Regions from separate parts of the Zea mays genome. Here region 1 is linked to region 2. A link is a contact called in public Hi-C data. All regions are on one chromosome and are shown on one strand. Each heading gives the region's core, a stretch centred on a gene start, on an enhancer-like site or on the middle of the called end of the contact. The rest is flanking DNA. Distances are from core to core; before and after follow the strand shown.

Evidence for each region. Hi-C and Micro-C count contacts between places; a contact is called where the count stands out from the background.
Region 1: a Hi-C map of ear shows a contact between it and region 2, with 1.9 times the contacts expected there. The contact joins the promoter of LOC100274724 here to the enhancer-like site in region 2. A contact is called at or near these places in 8 of 25 Hi-C or Micro-C datasets (bundle sheath, ear, endosperm and 2 more).

The regions. Positions count from the first base shown.
Region 1 is chr9:103,287,911-103,292,368 of Zm-B73-REFERENCE-NAM-5.0, forward strand. LOC100274724 reads left to right here and starts at 2,998. Exons shown (of 1, transcript NM_001151649.3): 1 at 2,998-3,709. The coding sequence starts at 3,112. The coding sequence ends at 3,471.
Region 2 is chr9:103,204,845-103,209,541 of Zm-B73-REFERENCE-NAM-5.0, forward strand. No RefSeq gene overlaps it. Among protein-coding and RNA genes, the nearest start is that of LOC100274724, 84 kb to the right of the region's middle. Within about 2 kb of position 1,682, at least 15 of the 20 cell types and tissues checked have an H3K27ac peak or open chromatin away from gene starts, as enhancers often do. A contact at or near this core is called in bundle sheath, ear, endosperm and 2 more, where this site is marked.

The sequences.
Region 1 (4,458 bases), core at 1,748-4,247, 84 kb after region 2:
CCCTTTACATTTGATAATAATTCTATAGTAATCTGTCGAGGTTTAAATAGTCTTTTCATCTTTAAGTCGGTTTCACTTGTTGCTACCGCGCCGAAGCTTTCTTGCTCACACCTTCGGCTCTATATCAACCTTCGTATTACTCTGGTCTACTGTGATGCTGACTTGAATCCGAAGATACCTGTTCACACATCATACTCCAGAAATACTGTTAAATCATGTTTTTGAGGACCTTCGGATGCCGAAGGTCCCCAACAGCGATGTTGATAGACAATGAACGTGAGAAGCAAGAGAAAAGATATTGTTTCATGTATATGAGAACATACGACGACTACCACTATATATCATCACGTTTTTATTTCGCGAAGTTGTATATCTAGTATTGATAGTCTATAATTCTTTATCTGTATATTATGTAAATTAGATATGATAATGTGGTTTATATACAAGAACAACCTCATATGCGTCACCCAGCACACGCGTCACTAGATCAACAAATGGACAACGAATATGTGTTTATTATGGGTAGGGCTCCGCTCTTTCAAAAATGGCTCCGATTTTGGCTCCTCTACAGGAGCTAGTGACTTCTTAACAATTCATTTAGCAAAACGGTTTCTCATTTTCCTGTTTAATATATAAGGCAAATGTCAATAGTGCCTTTATAGCCATTCGAATAAACACCTCATGTGTATATACAAATAATGCTCCAATAATTTTTGGTCATGACAAATTTTAAAAAGTGATGAGCAAATAGCCTGGTTAAGGTACAGGACTGGTGGAGGTCGACGCAGGGCCATGGCAGTACACGCTGGTCAGGGTGGCAACGACGGTCGCAGGGCGACGGAGGCTAGCGCGAGGCCATGTCGACGGACGTAGGCGTGGAGGCGACGTCGGGCGTGGGCCGACGATGTCTAATGCGGGGGCGGCTGGTGGTAGGTGAGGTTCGGGATAGGGATAGGACTAGGAGCAGGGAAGGAGCCGCTCGAAGCCATTTTTTGGCTTCGTCTCCTAAGTAATATTTCTTGAGGACTGTTATTTTGACACCGTTTGGAACGGCTCCTAAAGGAACTGAAGTTGGTTTTTTGAAGCCATCATCCGGTTCGGCTACTAGAAAAAAAGCGAAGGGGTTGATCGACAATGAGATCGTTCTGGTGTGCATCGGTTACACGGTGTCTGGTTCGTGTCACATCAATATTTGAATATCAATTACGAGTATTAAATATATGCTTAATTAGGTTTAATAAATTCATCACGTCTTTTAGTCTTCATATGTGTAATTATATTTATAATTAGACTATATTTAATATCCATAATTATTATCCAAATATTCGACGTTACAGGAACTAAACTTTACTTTGGTGGAATCAAACGCCCTTGTAGGCCTTGTTACGTTTTTAAGAAAATCGAAGGAGATTGAGGGGTTGTTTGGTTCGTGGCTAAATGTGACACACTTTGACTAAGGTTAGTCGTTCGATTTGAAGAACTAACTTTAGACAGAAAAGTTAGGCAAAGTGTGGCAAGTTAAGCATCAAACCAAACAAGCCTGGAGTCCCTTTCTATTTAATTTTGGATAGGAAGAGATTTAATCCACTTTAATCCCCTTCAATCGACCAAGTCCTTAGATCTTGTTCGGTTGAGGATTGAGAGGGATTAAATCACTTCCTATTTAGAGTTTGTTCCGTTAGGAAATTGAATAGAAATTAATTTAATTCTCTCTGATCCACCGAATAAGCTGAGATCTGTTCTCACAGCTGGAATTAATGTGGAGGAATTGGTGCTGTTCTCCAGCTACTCGGCGACGGGGCTCGCTGAGTCATCACCGACGCAATGCATGCATATCAATCCATCGCTCGATCGCTCGTGCGGGGACGCGTTTGCGGTGGCATTGAATGCGGGATGCGCGCGCGCCGCGACTCGGAAACGCACGCCACCACCAGCTGCATTTGCCCGCTCTGCCTCTGCTGTCTGCCGGCCAGCCTGAGCCAGTCCATCGATCCGCCGCGGACTGGAGTTGGATGTCTCTGCATCGATCGTCTCCGACCCACGTCGATCTCGGCCGTCTGATCGGGAGGTCCCGCGACCGCAAGCTGGGCTGGACGCCTGGCTAGGTTCAATGAATGAACGCACTCTCTCGCCATGCACGCATCCCCATCCCTATACTATATATGCGTAGTCGAATATCCGCATCTCACCGCAAAAAAAATAAAAATCTGCGGCATCCGTCCAAAGTCCAAAGTTTAAAAATCACCTTTCAATATATTCCTATATTCAAACAGACATCCGTCCAAAGTCCATTGTCGGGTCATAGTCAGAATTTAGGCTGTACAGATAATCTCTCTATATTCTTAGTCAAACAGACAGACATCCGACCCCGTACGGTCGTACCATAATATAGTAGTATAGTACTAGTATAAAAATTAGTACTAGTAGACTCTCACGCGTAACATCCTCCAATCCATTAAAAAAATGTGCGTTATATCTAGGTAAAGACAAGAAATATATTTTTTTAGCGTGTATATATGCAGATGCATCAGCAGAAATGAAGTATTAATATTGGAACGAAGGGAATGTACTAGAATTGTACTCCCTCCGTTTCTTTTTATTTGTCGCTGGATAGTGCAAAATTACACTATCCAGCGACAAATAAAAAGAAACGAGTGGAGTATACCAATAATACCATGCATTCCCTGGTGCTGGTGTACACAGACAGCACCCAGTACAGCCCGTACAAACCCGGTGGCGGCTAACCCTCCAGCCAATCTGCACCCGCCCTCTTCCTCTCCCCTTTTGCAGCGTGCGGACGCGGCAGCTGGCTGGCGACCACCACCATCACCACAGCACCTGACCTGATCACGATCTCACCTGGCCAGGGCCAGGCCAGGCAGCAAGGCAAAGCGAACTGGAAGCGGCTTCTTTTCTCCACTGACGTCCCCGCCCCCCGCCACTAGCCCACTCCCCCTTTCTATATATATATATATACCTCCCCTCTCAACACCAGTCGCCATTCCACCCAAGATCTCAGAAAGCAAGCCAATAGCTAGAGGTTCCTTCGCTGTGCTGCTAGTGCTAGACGACGACATATAGAAGAAATATATATAGAGAAAGAGAGAAAAGATGAGGCCGGAGAGAGTTGGATCAGGTGGTGTTTGGGTGAAGCTCATGGGCGGCGCCGGCGGGCCCCCGCCGAGCCCATGGAGGACGCCGACACCCTACATCTTCCTGGCGCTCTCCTTCATGATGGGCGTCGTCGCGGTGGCGCTCGCCGTGCTCATCTGCATGCGCAAGAAGCTGCCGTCGTCCTCGCCGCAGGGGGCCGACGAGAAGGCGGCGGCCGAGGCGGCGGCGGCGGCGCGGGCCCTCGACCCGCTGCACCGCGAGCCCAAGGTCGTTGTGTTCATGCCAGGCGACCACGACGCACCGTCCTTCGTCGCCAGCGCCAAGCCGCTCGGCGGCGACGGCGCGGCGGCAGTGTAGCCTGGAGGGATCGGAAACGGCGACTGACGACATCGAGGGGCTACCCCGGCGGTGACGGCGCGGCGCGGTGGTAGTGTGTGTGTCTGTGCGCGCGCGCGTCGCGGACGCCGAGCCGGAGACACGCGGTCAATTTTATGAATAGGTTTTTTTTGTCCCCTTCCCACATGAGAATCTGAGACTATGAGGGGCGGCGCGCCTTTTGAAATCAGCGAAAACGAATGTTTGGTTTGGTTTGGTTTGGTTTGGTTTGTTTCGGCAAATGCTCCCAGCTTCCGGAAACGCGTGGGACCTTTATTTTTGGTTTGGCTGCGCGTTCGATCAGTTCGTACACTTCAGATTGGATCCAATCGATATTTGCCTTACAATTCTGCACGACGCGATCTTTTGTGCGGCAACCTTACCTGCCGTTGCACAGCACAACCAGTACGGTATGCTGATATGGTAGCTCAGGTGTGTGTTTGTGGCGGCGCCGCGGCCCCGCTCGAGCCATCCATGCCGATGGATGCTTGTTGCATTGCTCACCCGGTGAGGGGCCTAGATCTCAGTGGGCCCTGCTTGCTGGTAGCTCGGACGGATACGCCAAAGACGAGTGGACCTGAGCCCACTCTTCTTTCGTGAACCTTTTTTTTACACCTTTGGCAATTGGCATGCTAATCCTTTCTATGTCTTGGCATGTTTTTTTTTCTCATGGAGAGGGAGGAGAGATGGACCATGGACCTCACATGTGAGCGATACAGATCGGTGTATATCACACGAATAGAAAGAAGTACAAGTCGGACCTGTTTGAACGGGCTGTGAGACACGAGTAGAAATTTGCGACCTATGCATGTGATTTTCGATTTTAGAGAATAGGACTAGTACATAACAAAATAAGTTTGAGTACCTAATTAAATAGGGAACAAGGTCGAGTACCTAACTAGGGGATTTACATGTTTCGAGAGTACTTAACGACATATAATCGAACAAGTTTGATTATAGAAGAAAAAA
Region 2 (4,697 bases), core at 432-2,931:
GTGAACATGAGCTAACTAAATACTAAAATACTAAACACTAAATACTAAACTAAATACTCCCTCTGGTGCAGTAAAGGTAGTCGTTTAGGACATGATTGTGCATACCAAGGAGTGATTAATTATCATGGAGTTTTCCCTGTTTGCCCTTATTAAATAAGGATATGGGTGCATTGATGTCACCAAAACAATCAGGCTCGATTGGTTGCTGCCGCACTTCCCGAGGCATTCTAGACTAGAGGTCTCAAGCTTGATTTCTCTTGAGCGCATCTTTTTTTCCCGATGCAATTACTCAGGGGCAGTGACGTCCAAATCCCAGACCCACGCGCGCTACGACTTCTTTTGTGCACGCTCAGTCACGCGCAGGATGACTTCCTTTACTGCACCGGAGGGAGTACTAACTAAATGTTAAACACTAACTAACCACTAACTACTAAACTAAGTAAATACTAACTAAATACTAAAGAAATACTAACTAATTACTAAAGAAATGCCCCTTACCTTGCGGTGGCGGTGCGTGGAACACGGCAGCGGTCCGATGAGCAGGCCGCGCGGGCGGCACCTGTGGGTGTGGGCCGGCGGTCAGTAGCGGTGCGGCGGCGAGGCGGCCTGGCGTGAGAAGAAAAGGAGAGAATGGAGAAAGGAAATGGTGCTTGAGCATAAATCCTAGCTCGACCCTAAGATAAGATATATGGCGTCGAGTTAGATGGTCGTGGGCTGCCACGTTAGCTACCTCGGCGCCAAGATCTATTGCGCCGAGATGTGTTGTCTCGGTGCCATGATCTATGGCACCGAGTATAGGGTACAAAAACGACATAAAGTCGTCTAGTGGTCTAATCCTAAAAAAATTAAAAAGAAGACTAAAATACAAAAAAAATCGGTTTTTTCGCGATAACATGTAACTATGCCTACGTGTTGGCTAGGGGTGGAAACGAGCCGAGCCGAGCTCGGCTCGGCTCGGCTCGTTGCGGCTCGCTCATGTAACGAGCCGAGCTCGGCTCGGCTCGCCCATCTCACGAGCTCGAAAAAGCGGCTCGGCTCGGCTCGCTCCTGGCTCGCGAGCCGGCTCACCGAGCCAACGAGCCTAGGCATAAAATTAAATCTGCTCTCTAAATTATAATATAAAATCTTAAAAATATTTTAAATAACATATTTTAAATTAGTAAAATAGATATATCACTAATATAATATATAAAATAGATTATTTTTGTATAGTAATCTCAAATAACATAAATTAATTGCCTGCTCAGTATTAATATTATATGCTAATTAAGATTTTATGTAACAAATTGTTGTTGGGTCGAGCCACGAGCCAGCTCGCGAGCTGCACCGAGCCGAGCCGAGCTGGCTCGCTCTTTTCACGAGCCATAAAAACAGGCTCGGCTCGGGCTCGTTCGGAGCGTCGAGCCGGTCCGAGCCGAGCCGAGCTGCTGCGAGCCCGAGCTAGCTCGTCGAGCTCGAGCCTTTTTTCCAGCCCTAGTGTTGGCTTTCTAGCCAGGTGAGAACATACACATATATGCATGGTGACTACTAGCTTGGTTGAGATCGATCGATAGTGGAGAGGACGGACGGTCCTTTCCGACGACAAGCTAGCGTGACGACGACGACGTCGTCGTCGACCCTCTGCGCGCTCGAGGCGCCGCTTCCAGGCTAGCCGCACCGCACCGAGAGCGCCTGCTTTTAGAAAGTAGCGGCGGGCACGCCGGGCCCACGCGCGTGGATTTTGTTGATGGACGGACTCGCGCGCATTATCATATGGCCACCGCGCGCTATTAATCTTAGGCCTCTCGATTATTCTCCCCCGCTTTCTTTCCCGCCTTTTCTTTTTCCTATGTACTACATAGGCGGGGAAGAACTCGTTCATCGATCGTCTCGAATCCTTCTGACGTCCCTGCTGCAGCTATAACTGAGTTATCCTGACGAATATTAATTTGGTGTTCATCAAATCAAAGAAAACGCTGTCGTCAAGGCACCTTTACTAGCTAAAGCGCTCTCTAGCTTGCTATAGTTGTATGTGGATATATAGTTCGGCATGGATCGGCTAGAATTAATTAGAGGATGTTTGGTTTTTAGGAACTAATTTTTAGTTCTTTCATTTTATTTTATTTTAATTTCTAAATTGTTAAATACAAAAGTTATAATAGGATTTTAGTTTATGTATTTATTAATTTAGAGACTACTATAAAATAAAATAGGAAGACTGAAATTTTGTCCCTAAAAATTAAACACCCCATTGCATTACATAAGCGGGATGCACGCAATGGTGCGAGCGCGCGCCATGCACAAAACAAACTTAATTATTTTTTTACATATTTCTACTGTAAAAATAAACTAATAAATGATAAATATTCGAAAAAGTATGTAGTAGTTATTTGCATGGATTCGATTCATCACCTTTAGCAACATGTTGTGTGTGTCTTCAGAAAATTTTTATTTAGGGGGTGTTTGGTTACACCATGCTAAAATTTAGCCCCTGTCCCATCGAATGTTTGAACCTCCGTTCCGGGTATTAAATGTAGTCGGATTATAAAACTAATTTGTTAGCCGAAGATTAAAAGACGAGACGAATCTAGTCCAGTTGGTTGGGTCTATATTTCATACTCCTATTTAAAAGTCAAACGCTTGATGTGACCCGAACTAAACTTTAACAGGAGCAACCAAACACCCTCTTATAATAGCACCATTGTTATAATGTCATATACAAGCGGTCTGGCCGAGATTCTTGATGGTGGATTTGAGTGACTGATCTGACCCCTGCCAGACTGCCACTGAGCCACAGAAACCAGGTGCCACACGAACCAACAAGTACAGGCGGATAAGTATACGTAGTAGCCAAAAAGAAAAATACTTTTGGAGACAAAAAAAAAAGAAATGAAATTAAAGGACCCTGCTGGAGGGCCGCAGCAGGAGTACAAACAAATGGTCGCACACATTGACTCGTGGACCGTACAAGTGGAGCGAAAGTCGCTAACTTTATTTGCAATAACTTCAGTACTTCACATTCAGAACACTTAGACAAAAATCTAAGGGCGAGCTTTATTCGAAAAATAAACTAATTGCAGCTAAACTTTATATGGGCCCTTGTTTTGCGGAGTATTAGCACGATAAAAATCGGTGCACAAAGTCTACGCAAACGTACGTACGTGTCGCAACCAACTACACCCGGCCGGCTATCTCTTCATTCCGGTCCGTTGCGTATTTGCGTGCGTACGCTCCTGTGGACGTACTGGTTTGATTTACCCACGTCTGGTGGTGTGAAACCGTCCTCTCAAGATGATTAGTGTAGTATTGAAACTAACTATGACATGGTATAGTGTTGTGCAACATATTTCATGGTTTATATAATAGATGCAAGGCGTTGAGGATCGATTGTGACAATAATAAAAAGTTCAAAAGATTAGTGGCGGAGCTAGAATCTCTTTAAGGGTAGGGCCGAATATAACACTAAAAATTATTTATACCGATTAAAATAATTAAATCACACAAATATATAGATAATGGCATATACAAACTTCATGTGAATACAACAATTGCAATTTAACTTAAAATTGACTTAAACAAGTTGTTACCTAATCAAGAAAATGGTAGATCTTAGTAGTAGTGAGCAATTCATTAATTATTTGGGTTGTTGTCATCAATAATAGGAAGACTTACTGAAATTGAATGATCTTACATTATTACACATACATAACCAAAGAAAATAAACTAGAAAGTATAGAATTGTAAGAACTAGATATACCTTTAAATATACCTATGTTTTTGGTATTTACTCCCTCTGTGTTCTGATAGCTTGATAATGCTATAAAATTTAGAGATCTTCAATACTTGCAAATTTAGAGATCTTCAATACTTGCAAAATCCTGTCCCCTAGCTTCTCTTTCCTCACTTGTAGGCTGCAACCCAAAAGCAAGCAGGAATAATTGAAAACATATTTAGGAGTAGTGTCGCACTGTCACTCGCCATCAGCTCGTGGATGAGGTCGACGGGTCAAGGGAGTGGACAACGGAGCAACTCGCCGACTTGGGGAGGAAGTCGGGCTCACGCCTGCCCCATCGCACTGTCATCATGCCGATGCCAAGCCCACGTCGCTGCTCATGTCTCACGTAACTGCAAAAACCTAGCTCTGGTTGGCGCTCGCCACTAGAGAGCTAGGGCACCGATTAATGGCCTTAGGCGTGTTACAGGGTCGACGCAGATTCATGGGCTTCTAGAGTTTATCTGGCCCAAGAGTAGGGCTCAGGCTCTGGTGGCCATAGGCCTAGCTCCGCCCCTGCAAACAAGTTCATGTTGATGGAAAGGAGAATGGTAAAGAAGACTGATATAGACCATGGATGGTAAACACTTGGTAACATCGACAAGCAAGTGTATATGAGACTGATATAGACCATGTTCACCAAGTCAATATGATGATTGACCAAGTTAAGCAAAGGCATGAGGACTTAGTGATCAAATGGTCAAGAAAATGGAGACATAGCTGATACGCTTCTCGAATCGAGTATGGTTGTTTACGCCTCAAAATAAGGTTTAGGGTCTCGAGGTAGCATGTGATGATGACGAGAAGCTTGCGTTGAGGCGAATCATTCTCTTAGAGGGCTTATGGCCTACGGACGCACAGATCTCTACTTAGACCATCTTTCCCTTATGGTTAATTAATTCTGCTAAAATATCTAAGGACACACTTGGATAGGTCGCTAGGTGTA